2 separate regions of the Mus musculus genome follow, and region 1 is linked to region 2. Evidence: chromatin contacts called from public HiChIP or PLAC-seq data. All regions are on one chromosome and are shown on one strand. The core of a region is the stretch at or near the end of the contact, and the rest is flanking DNA. Distances in the headings are between cores, read along the strand shown. Region 1 overlaps Tgfb1 (transforming growth factor, beta 1). Region 2 overlaps 4732471J01Rik (RIKEN cDNA 4732471J01 gene).

Region 1 (5,426 bases), core at 532-3,031, 280 kb before region 2:
AAGTGGGTGTGTGTGAAGAGTGTCAGACAGTAGCTGTGACCTACTGGTAGTCTGGCTGGGACTGTGACGTGTATGAAACCCCGGCGTGTGTGGTATGAGTGGGTTTGCAGCGGGTCACGCAATGACCATGACCCCGTGGAGGATGTTTGTGTAACTGCCGGGGGGAGTAGTCTGTTTCCCAGCTGGGCTCTGATGCTGTGATGTGTGTCTGGTGTGTTTGACACTGTGAATCTGTCTGGCATGTGGTGCAAGCTTGGCCCTATAATGTATATTTATGTGATGGCCTTTTCTATCAAACTTTCTACTTGTGTCATGTCCTGTGAGGGCCCAGGGCTGGACTGTTTATAGTCTGTATGTGTGGTCTGTGTCGACTGCCAGGTGTCAGAATCTATGTCACTAGTCTTGAGAGGTGAATGTGTTGGTGTAGTTGTGGGACCCTGTCCATACTTTGGCTTCTGCTGGGGGTAGTGGGGCTATTCAGCAATCCTTGAATGACTACAATCCTGATTGTGTTCTTGCTTGCGTGTTTGTGTATCTGCCAGGCCAGAGCTAGTGGCAATGACAAATGTTCTTGTCCTGCCCCAAACCCCAACCTGTTCCTCAGAGGCTCTCAGCCCCTGATGGGACGAGACTAGGAGGCCTCTGACCCACTCTTCCAGGCTCAGTGCTGTCAACCTCAAACCAAAGGAACTCTGCCCTCAGTCACCCTGCCTCCCTCCCTCCCTCCCTCCCAGACACTCCCTGAGTGGAAAGCAAGTTTAGGAGCCCTGGGGGCCTGAGAAAGGCAGAGGGTAGGGGAAGTGAAACACAGGAGAAAGGAGGAAACGGGCTTGAGAAAGAGGAAGCAGGAGAGAATTCACAAGCTCCCCCCAGCAGATGGGAAGAGATGAAACACAGGACTCGCTAGGCTCAGGCAGCCGGTCTTTCTTGCCTGGGTAACTTATCTTCCTGAGGACACATGCATGCATATACGCTCATGCATGTGCACTCTCTCTCTCTCTCTCTCTCTCTCTCTCTCTCTCAACCCCAGGAAGGGAGGAGGCAGGGTGACTGAGGACAGAGTTCCTCACCATTCACTTAACTCGCAGTGATTTACCAGAAATGGAGGCCTCGGATACAGCTTTTTAGCTCATCTGGTAAGGCTATGTGTCCCCCAAGTTCTTTTGGGGTCCCATACTCCTGATCAAGATATGATCAAGAAAGCAGTCTTAGATCCATGTGCAGATGCTAAACTAACTAAGTTCTGTGGATTTAGGAAGTAACCACCTTCCGTGTGTGTAAATACTTCCTCCTGTAAAGAGCACACGATCCCCCAAAAAGGATAAGCAAGCTTTTGGAGAGAGTGGGAAGGACTGAGGGGTTTTCCATATACTTAGCTCTGCTTGGCTGGGGGCTATGTAGATCAGGCTGGCTTTGAACTTGTGGTGATGATACTCCTGCCTCTGCCTCCTGTTCAAATTACAGGCAGCCTGTTCAGACCACACCCATCTTCACAGGTTTTCCAGAAGGACCAGGTGATATTGCTGGCCCTGCATACGAGGCTGCAGAAACAGTACATGGCTCCAAACAGTATGTGGAGGAAGCAGCGAGTGTGGCCGTGAGCCAGCGGGACTTATTTACAGAAACAGGCTGCAGGCTGCAGGCTGCAGGAGGCTTGGGGCCAACCTTGGCCAGCCCCTGCTCTGTCAGGCTGTGGGAAGAAAGCTGTGATCAAGGACAGCCACACACCTGACATGTAGGAGAGTTGTCATTCCCTGGCTTGTGCTGACTTGGATCTGACTCAGCGCCCAACACCCTTCCCTTAGACTCTTCCAGTCACGTTGCTCTCTTTCCTCACACAGTGGCACACCCCAAGATGGCTGTCACTTGTCACTTCCGGTCTTCCAAGAATCTCTCTCTCTCTCTCTCTCTCTCTCACACACACACACACACACACACACACACACACTCCCTGATTCCACTTCCTTCTTGTGGCTCCCCCTCCCCCTAGGCTCCTTTCACCCAGTGACATAGTCAGCACCAACACCAACTACTGATTTGGTGTTTTGGTATTTTGGAGACCGTTTCTTCTATGTGTAGTCCTGTGTATCCAGAACTTGCTCTGTAAACCAGGCTGGCCTCAAACTCAGAGACCAATCTGCTACAGCCTCCTGAGTGCTGGTCTTAAAGGCCTGTGCCACCACATTCTGTGAATTGGGGGTTTTTTGGGATAGGGTCTAATGTAACCCGGAAGCCCCAGAGTTCCTTATCTAACCCTTGCCTTCCCACTGCAGGCATTTCAGTACCACACACTCAACTCTGAACCAGTAGCCTGGTTATATCTGAGCTAGCCTGAGCTATATCTATCTGCCTGCCTCAGTCTCCTGAATGCAGGGACTTGTCACATGGGGCCACCACAACCCACTGTATCAGCACTTTTTGCTCTTCCATATACTCATCATCCAAGAAATGAATTCATCCCAGCAGGAATTCAGGCTCTCCCGGATTGCCTCGTGGATGCTCAGAGGTATAAAGCACTGTGAACGGTGCCTAAAGAGATGATACCTGAGTCTAATAGGGTTTTCCCTGGGCCTCAGCGTCGCCCCCTGGAATTCTGGGATCAAAGCCGGCGTTCCTTAGGGAGTGCTGGAGGCGATTGCACAGAAAGGGACAAGATGTGGTAGGGGCGTCAGCTAAGAGGGAGACGCAATCCGGCGGCCAATGACACGGAGACCACCAGTCCTCTGTCACCTTTAATGGGCCCCCCAGGTGGGCTTGAGGGGGGGTGCAGGTGTCCTTAAATACAGCCCCGGGCGCTGCGGGCGGGGCGGGGGCGGGGCCGGGCCTGCCGGGAGGGGCGGGGCGGGGCGGGGCTTCAGCTGCACTTGCAGGAGCGCACAATCATGTTGGACAACTGCTCCACCTTGGGCTTGCGACCCACGTAGTAGACGATGGGCAGTGGCTCCAAAGCCTGCGGCACGCAGCACGGTGACGCCGAAGCGCCCGGGTTGTGTTGGTTGTAGAGGGCAAGGACCTGCGGGTGGGCCGGGGTCACTGCCAGAGTACAGGGGCTCCCCCTATCTCTCTCCCCACCAGGATCTCTACATTTCTGTCTCTTATCTCTGAGCCTCCTCAACTTCCATCTCTGTTTCCCTATCTCTCCCAGTCTATTTCTATATATGTCTCTCCCTATTGTTCTCTGTCCCTCATCTGTCCCCATCTCGGCCTCTCTCTCTCTCTCTCTTCCTCTCTCTCTCTCTCTCTTCATCCTATCTCCTCTTCCTGTCTGCCTCAGTCACTTACTCTCCCATCTCCAATTCTCCCCACCTCCTTTTCTGTATCTCTCCACATCACTAGCTCTCTTGCCTTTCTCACCCAATCTGTTTCTTTCCATCTCTCCAGCTCTGCTCTGCACCCCCCCCCTGCTCTTCTCCGTTTCTCTGTCACCCTATCCCGCTGACTCCCCACTGCTCTAAGCTTCCCATTCTCTCCCTACCACCCCAGCCTCTGCTCCAGCCTGTCCCATGAGCCAGACCCACCTTGCTGTACTGTGTGTCCAGGCTCCAAATATAGGGGCAGGGTCCCAGACAGAAGTTGGCATGGTAGCCCTTGGGCTCGTGGATCCACTTCCAACCCAGGTCCTTCCTAAAGTCAATGTACAGCTGCCGCACACAGCAGTTCTTCTCTGTGGAGCTGCAGGCAGGAGGAACAAAGGTCAGAAGCAGGGACAACCCTGCAGCCCGCTCCAGCCCTCGGCTGCCCTCAGCCTCCTGTCCAGCTCAGGCTCTCCAGGACGCCTGTGATGACAATAGTGACACTACAACCATCCAGGCTGCCAGTGAAGCACCTCCCACTGGGCAGGCACTTGAGAGCCAGTGCAGGGCTAGCAACAGTCCCATGAGCACTCTCGGGGAGGACGTAATAAGTCCTGTCACATCCCCACAGAACACACAGGAGTAATTCACAGTCCAACATGTGCCTGCACGTCCTATTTGTAGGACACATATTTACCAAACCTCTACTGAATATGGGGCTAGGGCCGGTGCTCCTGAATGGCACAAACAGGACAGATGGAAGCCTTTGGAGGCCATAGCTACTCACTCCTTCCTCCTGTTTACGTCAAATGCCTGTTATCACCATGAGTCTATCTGGCTTTCCTCAGTGTCCTCCCTCGCCCACCCTGACAGCCACATGGGCTTCCTCTCTAGTCCTCAGACCCAGTCATAGCCAGGCAAGAGGGCTCACACTTTCGATCCCAACACCTGGGAGGCACAGGCAAGGGTGATTAGAAGTTCCAGGTCCTCCTTGGAGACATAGTGAGTTTGAGGCTAGCCTGGGCTATGTGAGATACTTTCTACCACCCAGGGAGCTTTAACTCCTAAAAATGCCATCTTGCTTGAAGCAGGTGTCCAGTATCAGTTACATAAATGAACAGTGCCTCCTCTGACCAGCCCTTTCCACTTGCCTTCCAAACTCTCCCTCCAAACAATTGTTAAATTCCACCCTGGGAATTCAGTACTACAATTACTACAAGAAACTGTATTTCTTTTCCCTTTTTTTTTTTTTTTGGTTTTTTTGTTTGTTTGTTTGTTTGTTGTTGTTGTTTGGTTGGTTTGGTTTGGTTTGGTTTTTTCGAGACAGGGTTTCTCTGTATAGCCCTGGTTTTCCTGGAGCTCACTTTGTAGACCAGGCTGGCCTCGAACTCAGAAATTCGCCTGCCTCTGCCTCCCGAGTGCTGGGATTAAAGGCATGCCCGGCGAAACTGAATTTCTATAAAGCTTTTGGTGTTGTTTGTTTGCTTCCTTGAGACAGGCTGTCCCAGAACTCACTCTGTATGTAGACCAGGCTGGCCTCGAACTTAAGAATACACCTGTCTCTCTGCCTTCTGAGTGCTGGCACTAAAGGTGGGATCACTACCACCTGGCTTGCTCTAGGTTTTTTGTTGTTGTTGTTGTTTTTTAAGGATTTTTTTTTAGATTTATTTGTTATTATATCTAAGTACACTGTAGCTGTCTTCAGATGCACCATAAGAGGGCATCAGATCTCATTACGGATGGTTGTGAGCCACCATGTGGTTGCTGGGATTTGAACTCAGGACCTTCAGAAGAGCAGTCGGTGCTCTTAACCACTGGGCCATCTCTCCAGCCCCTTGCTCTAGGTTTTAAAGGTTTATGTATTCATTTTATTATTTGTGTGCATATGTGTGCCTACGTAAGTTTTGATGTGCACCATGTTTGTGCAGTACCCAAGGAGGCCAGAAGAGGGCATGAAGTCCCTAGGAACTGGAGTTAGTGATGGTTGTCCTTCTAAGTAACCATATGGGTGCTGGGAACTGAACCCAGGTCCTAAGGAAGAACAAACAGCCAGTGCTTTTAACTGTTGGGCCAAGTCTCCAGCTCCAGAGTGTCTGAAGTGAGTCATCAAAATCCTGAGAATGCTGGAAGCTG
Region 2 (5,997 bases), core at 3,000-5,499:
CAGGCCTGCGATTGGCTCCCATAAAGCCCAAGAGCCTCTGAGCTCACACTGTGCTCTCCCTAAGCCTTCTGCAACATCAGTGTCTCCTGGCTGCCCGGGCAGCCCCATGGCTAGCTAGCTCATAGTTCCTCATCAAACAGAACTGCCAACTCAGGTCAGCACCTCAGTCCCTAGCCACCCTAACCCTCATCCTCATTTGATCCACCCCAGAGCGCAGAGCAGACATAGCTCAGAGCCATCTTCAGCCCCTTCCCTGCCACCTTCTCTTCTTTCTTCTTTAGTCACAAAGACTTGCCACTTCCCAAATGGCTCTCACCCTTCCCTATGCTTTATGCCTTCTGATCCTCCTGGTTGAGGGCTAAGTCTCTGAAATGAATTTGCTGTAGAACGCAGCTACCAGAAATGTCCACAAAAACAGATCAACAGGTCACTGCCTACTTAAAGCCCCCCACTCATAAGAGCCCTAACTCCTCTATGGTGTTGGAATTGGGAGTAAGAATTTCCATAGTCTGGCAGGACCCCATCTAAGAGGTCCTGAATGAGACCTGTCCAAAGATATCATTCCATCTGCCTAAAAGGTGCCCCAATGGGCAGCACACTAGCACTGTCGCAGGGTGAATCCCGGCATTCAGGAAGACATGCACACTTCACTGAAGAACAAATAACATTGATAGTTAAGCGTTCAAGCACTGGATCCCGAGTTCATCTTTAGTCTCATTTTTTAGAAGTCACAGCTAAGGCCTAAAGAGGCAAATCTACTTGTTCAAGGTCAGAACCCAGGTCCTGGCCCACAGCTCCTGTTTCATCTGCTAACAGCTTGAACGACTCTCCTGTGCACATCTGTCTGGGATTCCCACAAGCTTTCCCTTCGGCTGGACATTGACTGGGACTTCTGTCCCCCCACCCCCACTTCCCATCACCCCCCACTCCCCCACCCTCCCACCCTCCCACCTCAAGCCCACAGACTGAGCTGGCCTAGAAAGAACAGAACAGGAAGAAGTGAGCTTTGGCACTCCTTCAGGGGCAGTTTCAGGGGCCAGACACAAGGGTTTTTGAATACTGAAAAAAATAGGCCTATTGTCTCTGTGGGTGGGACCAAACCGTAGCAGGAGCTAGGAAACCAGTTTCTTTGTGCCCAGAGCTGAGGACTTAGCCATGAACTGTAAGGGTGGAGGTGGGTGTGGGGAGAAAAGGCTGAGACCTTTAAGAACAGAGCAATGACAACAGGCCCTACTCATCTGCCCCACCCCCACCCACTACCGGGTTTTTGTTTGGTTTGGGTTTATTTCCCCCTCACATATGCCCCATATGGCTTGGTGAGTCTCTTGGGATCTAGAAGGTGTGGTTTCCTGGAGGCCAGTGGAGTCAATGAAGCATCGTGGAACAGGATGGCTCCATTATGAGGGAGGCGTTTAGAGAAAGCTGCTTTAACACTGCCCCACAGGCCAGGGAAAGAAAACAAGGAACTAAACCCTGAGCTGCAGACCCATCCCTCAGCAACGTGTGAGGCACTTGTCTGCAGACTGGGGCCTGGCCAACTTAGCAAGGCAAGAGTCAGGCTGAGCCCCAAACAAGGATTTCAGCATTTTATCCCATGCTACTACGTCCAAAAGTCACTGGACATTGATTCCAGGTTGCCATAGCATGTCAGTTCATCTGACCAAAAAAAACAAAACAAAACAAAACAAAACAAACAAAAAACCACTGACCACTTTCTTCCATGACAATCATGTGGTGGACTATTTACACTAACAAGTTCTGTCATTTATGCTAAGGACAAAGACCTCCCCTCCCGCCTTTACTCAAGTCACCTATCTGCCAATGCCTTCCTCTGGCCCTTTGGACCCATTCCTATGCCCCAAAGATGACTCTCAGAGGCCTGGCAGATGTTCGTGAGGTGCACTGAACACATCCCAATGACATCCTGGAAACTGAATGTGAAATGAGGATGGGACAGCTATCCCTCACACTCCTTTCCACCTATGACCTAGACCTACTTGCAGTCCAGCGGCCCAACCTTTCCAACGTCTTCCCTTCCATCCTTTGCTAAAGGCTACTCCGTGAGCTCCTGGAGCCCAAGACTGCAGGCACCTGCTCCCCAATTCTTACAGTTCTGGAGGTCACAATTCAAAACGTCTCTATGTCAAAACAAAGGCATCAGCAGAATAAAAAATACTTTTGGAGGTTGAGAGCTGAATGTAACTCTGCCTGATATAGCTCCTGGAAGTTTCTGCTCCAGGATCCTCTTAACTTACCTGGACCACTCAGATATCCAGAGATCTCTATCCCAAGATGCTGACGTCATTGAACCTGCAATGTCCTTCAGGCAGATAAAGGGTTCCCAGGTTCCAATGGGATGTGGACACTGGGCAGTCACTATCTGACTTAGCACAAGTACCCTTTCTAAACATCACCAGGGACATGAATTCAACCTGCTTTCCTTTTTTGCCTTTCATTTGTCTGTTCGGTAGGGAAGCAGGACAGGCTTTGAGGTAGGACACTGTAGCTCCAGCTGGATGACCCTGGGCAGAACCCTTGATCTCCTTCACCTCATCTCTCATGTATAACACAGAATAAGAAAATGACAGTAAGAGACTAGAGTCATGCAAGTGCCTGACCTGGGATGGCCCCCATAAGTATCTTTGCAGTCCTGTCCTCTCACCATCCAGTTCTCTCTCCCAGGTCTTTTCCCTTGTCTTAAATGACAAGCCTCCATGTAAGCTACCACACAGCCAAGACCAGCGTACTGCCTTCTGTTGTGACTCTGCCTCAGCATTTCACAGGGGAGTCTACAACCATCTCAGGGTGCCCACTGGGTTTATATGGGGACACCCTTTTATGAAGCCCTTTTTATGTTCAAATAAAATACATGCTCCCTCAGGGCACAAGTACCAGTCTCAAACCTGCTCATTTCCTTATTGGAGCCTTCTTCGGTCCTTCTCTTCACACCTTATAAATGAGAACAGTACAAAGATGAAAATAATGACTCTGGCCTTTTCATAAGGAACTATCTTAGGCAGATGAATGCTCTTCCCAGGGCATTCCCTGAAATCTGTATCAAGGCTTGACAAAAACGTAGGTAATTTTAGGATCCATGCCTGGACCTCCAGGAGATTATAACTGCTTTCTCATCCCTTGTAAACTCCTTTTGCGCAAAGCTATTTTCCAAGAACTACCTAGTGAGACCCGGAATGCCTGCCTCCCTGGGTCATTTCACTTCCAGCTTCCCTGCCAGGACCCTGCTGCAAGCAAGCAACCATCCCAAAATAGATACCCAGGCTAGCACCTTTACCTGCTCCCGTGATCACAACCACTCACACTCAGCACCCATTATCTAAGGCTTTACATGAAGTGCTATCCTCTCAAAAGAGTCTATAATCGTGCCCATTTCTACAACCTAAAAAAGTCAAGGACAAGGGCGTTAAGTAATGTGCCCGATATGGACCAACTCCATAATTTAACTTCATCTGCACTCAATCTGGGCAAAAGCTGTCTTAAATTTTTCTGAGATCTCCCAAACAAAATCCACCTTCCAGAATGATTTTGACCTCCCCCACCCTCCACACACACACACACACACACACACACACTTTAAGATTGGACACAGCCAACATAAGCTGTTTTCTGTCTCAATATTCACATAGGCGCCTGCTTCCTAACACCTAGCACAATTTCAAGGCACTTCCTTAGCCTACTGTTTATGAATCGTTACTTTTTTTTTTTAGGAAAATGCAGGACCAGATTCCCTGACCACATAAGAAGTCACAAGTTGACAGTCTTGTGAACTATTTGCACAGCCTTTCTCAGACCATAAAAGGGATGCACCAAGAAGAAATGCAATAAGGAAGTAGAAAAACCAGGAGAGTTCCTGGAACAATCACAAAGAGGTGGAGACTCCAGAGCCAGTGCTTAACGGCCTTGAACCATGCTTGGCAACCCCACCTGTCCCTTTCTATGCCTCTTGGCATCTGACTTCCTTCTCACCTGTCCCTTTGGCCTCACTTTCACAGACCTGATGAGTGGAGGAGTCAGAAAGGATTCATGAGAGAGCTGACTCACTTATGTACACTCACTCACCTTGGGACAGTTGCTACGCAGGGCGCAGGATTTAAGGACAATTAAGGAGTTATGCTTCCTAGAAATTATGCTGTCATGTTTGTCTAAGCAGAGGTGGGCCCTCTGGCCCTTAGGAACTTACATCCTCCCTTCTCCCTAGGTTGGGTTACATTCTCCTTTTAGTAGGTCATTTGTTTACTAAGTCATACTCAAGAAAAGAGAAAAAAAACTCAGTTGGATGGATTCCTTAAAGTCCCAAGCATTCCATTCCATTCTAAAATGTCTGTTGTTTTGGTGATGAGCAAGCAAAAAAGAAATATTAAAGGCCATGCAGGAAATTGATAACAAGTTTAACCATAAAACCATGAGTAACAACCTACAAAATGCCTTTAGGGACCACTGAACCACAATAATGAAGAGACAGGAGTCTAGTACTGCGACCTTTCCATTTGTATCTCATCTATAGGTCACCATGACTCATCCTCACACAGTTAGCTCTTACCTCAGAACTTGTAGATGGAACCAGCCTTTAGATACACACATATATTCATGAATTTCTTTCTATGCTTTAAACAGAACTTCATTATGTAGCCCTGGCTAGTCTAAAACTCACTATATAGACTAGGCTGGCCTGAACTAATAGAGTTCCATCTGTTTCTGCCTCCCAGAGTATACCCCCACAGAGTATACCCCCACAACCAGTCTAGATTCAAATATTTTGGAATCTGAAGCTCCTGTTTCCACTTCACACCATTGCATCCACAGAATTCAACGATAACTCTAGTGGAAATAATTATACTAAACTTCAACAGTAAGACAGGATCTGAAACAAGGCTTGGGATGAAAAATTTGGGAGGCTGAACAGCAAGGCAGGAATCTTTCAGGACATAAAATGTGCGTCAGTCATGGTTGACTGCAGACCAAGGAGCCATGCTGAAGGACTATGAATGACACCCTAAGGAGTCTGAACTCGATCTATAGATTACAGGAATAGCTGGAAATGTGGATAAACAGCAGCTTAAGAAAATTAAGTTAGCTTTTAAAAGGATTACTAAGCAAGCTTAAATTTAAATAAGTAGTTCTTAACTTTGATAAGAAATTAAAATGATCTGGAAGCTTTTTTTTTTTTTTTGAGACAGTGTGTCTCTGTGTAGCCTTTGATAGGAACTCCCTATTACATCAGGCTGACCTGGAACTCACAGAGATCTGCCTGCCTCTGCCTCCTGAGTCCTGGGATCAAAGACATGGGCCACCACCTTTTACTGAACCAAGCTCCAACCTAAGGTTCTATATCATATTTACCTGTTTCGTGCCTTTAAAGGTTATTTTTAGTAGTGGGTATTTCTGTTTTACTTTGATTTTTGATTTGAAGTCCTGGTGATTGAACCCAAGGTCTAGCACACTCTAGCAAAGTGTTCTACCTCTGAGCTTATCTTCAATTCCCTTAGTCTTCTCTAAATTGGTAGAGTTGTTCCAAGTTTTTGTCTTCATGACCATAACATTTTGATTTAGTTCTTTTGTTTGGTTTGGTTTTTTTTTAAGATTTATTTATTTATTATAAGTACACTGTCTTCAGACACCCCAGAAGAGGGTGTCATCTCATTACAGATGGTTGTGAGCCACCATGTGGTTGCTGGGATTTGAACTCAGGTTAAGAGCAGTCGGTGCTCTTAACCTCTGAGCCATCTCTCCAGCCCGTTTGCTTTGTTTTTGAGGCAAGTCTCGTTTTTGTAGTTCAGCCTGGCCTGAGCTTGCTATGGAGCTAACTGTTCTTGGAAGTGGCCCAGATGAACTTGAGGAGCTGATGAGGCCTGGGGTTTATTCAGTCGGTTGGTTTTTGTTAGGTTAGGTTTTCACTGTTGCCGCAGGAGGGTGGTGGTGGTTATTTTCAGCCTAGGTGCCTCTCCAGTGTGCTACACAATCCGGGTGGACCTTTAGTTC

What was found. HiChIP or PLAC-seq counts read pairs in DNA pulled down with a chosen protein or histone mark.
Region 1: an HNF4G HiChIP or PLAC-seq map of pancreatic cancer cells shows a contact between it and region 2. The contact joins two enhancer-like sites. A contact is called at or near these places in 1 of 15 datasets of contacts at CTCF or cohesin (large pre-B cells), 12 of 484 Hi-C or Micro-C datasets (cortical neurons, embryonic stem cells, pro-B cells and 1 more), 9 of 115 datasets of contacts at active chromatin or transcription factors (embryonic stem cells, large pre-B cells, microglia and 2 more) and 1 of 9 other capture datasets (embryonic stem cells).

The regions. Positions count from the first base shown.
Region 1 is chr7:25,702,371-25,707,796 of GRCm38.p6, reverse strand. It overlaps Tgfb1 (transforming growth factor, beta 1), which reads right to left. Exons shown (of 7, transcript NM_011577.2): 6 at 3,519-3,672; 7 at 2,720-3,013. The coding sequence ends at 2,855. Among named protein-coding and RNA genes, the nearest start is that of Ccdc97, 14 kb to the left of the region's middle. Within about 2 kb of position 1,781, at least 143 of the 459 cell types and tissues checked have an H3K27ac peak or open chromatin away from gene starts, as enhancers often do. A contact at or near this core is called in pancreatic cancer cells, where this site is marked.
Region 2 is chr7:25,428,528-25,434,524 of GRCm38.p6, reverse strand. All of the region lies in intron 4 of 4732471J01Rik (RIKEN cDNA 4732471J01 gene), which reads right to left. Among named protein-coding and RNA genes, the nearest start is that of Cxcl17, 19 kb to the right of the region's middle. Within about 2 kb of position 4,249, at least 53 of the 459 cell types and tissues checked have an H3K27ac peak or open chromatin away from gene starts, as enhancers often do. A contact at or near this core is called in pancreatic cancer cells, where this site is marked.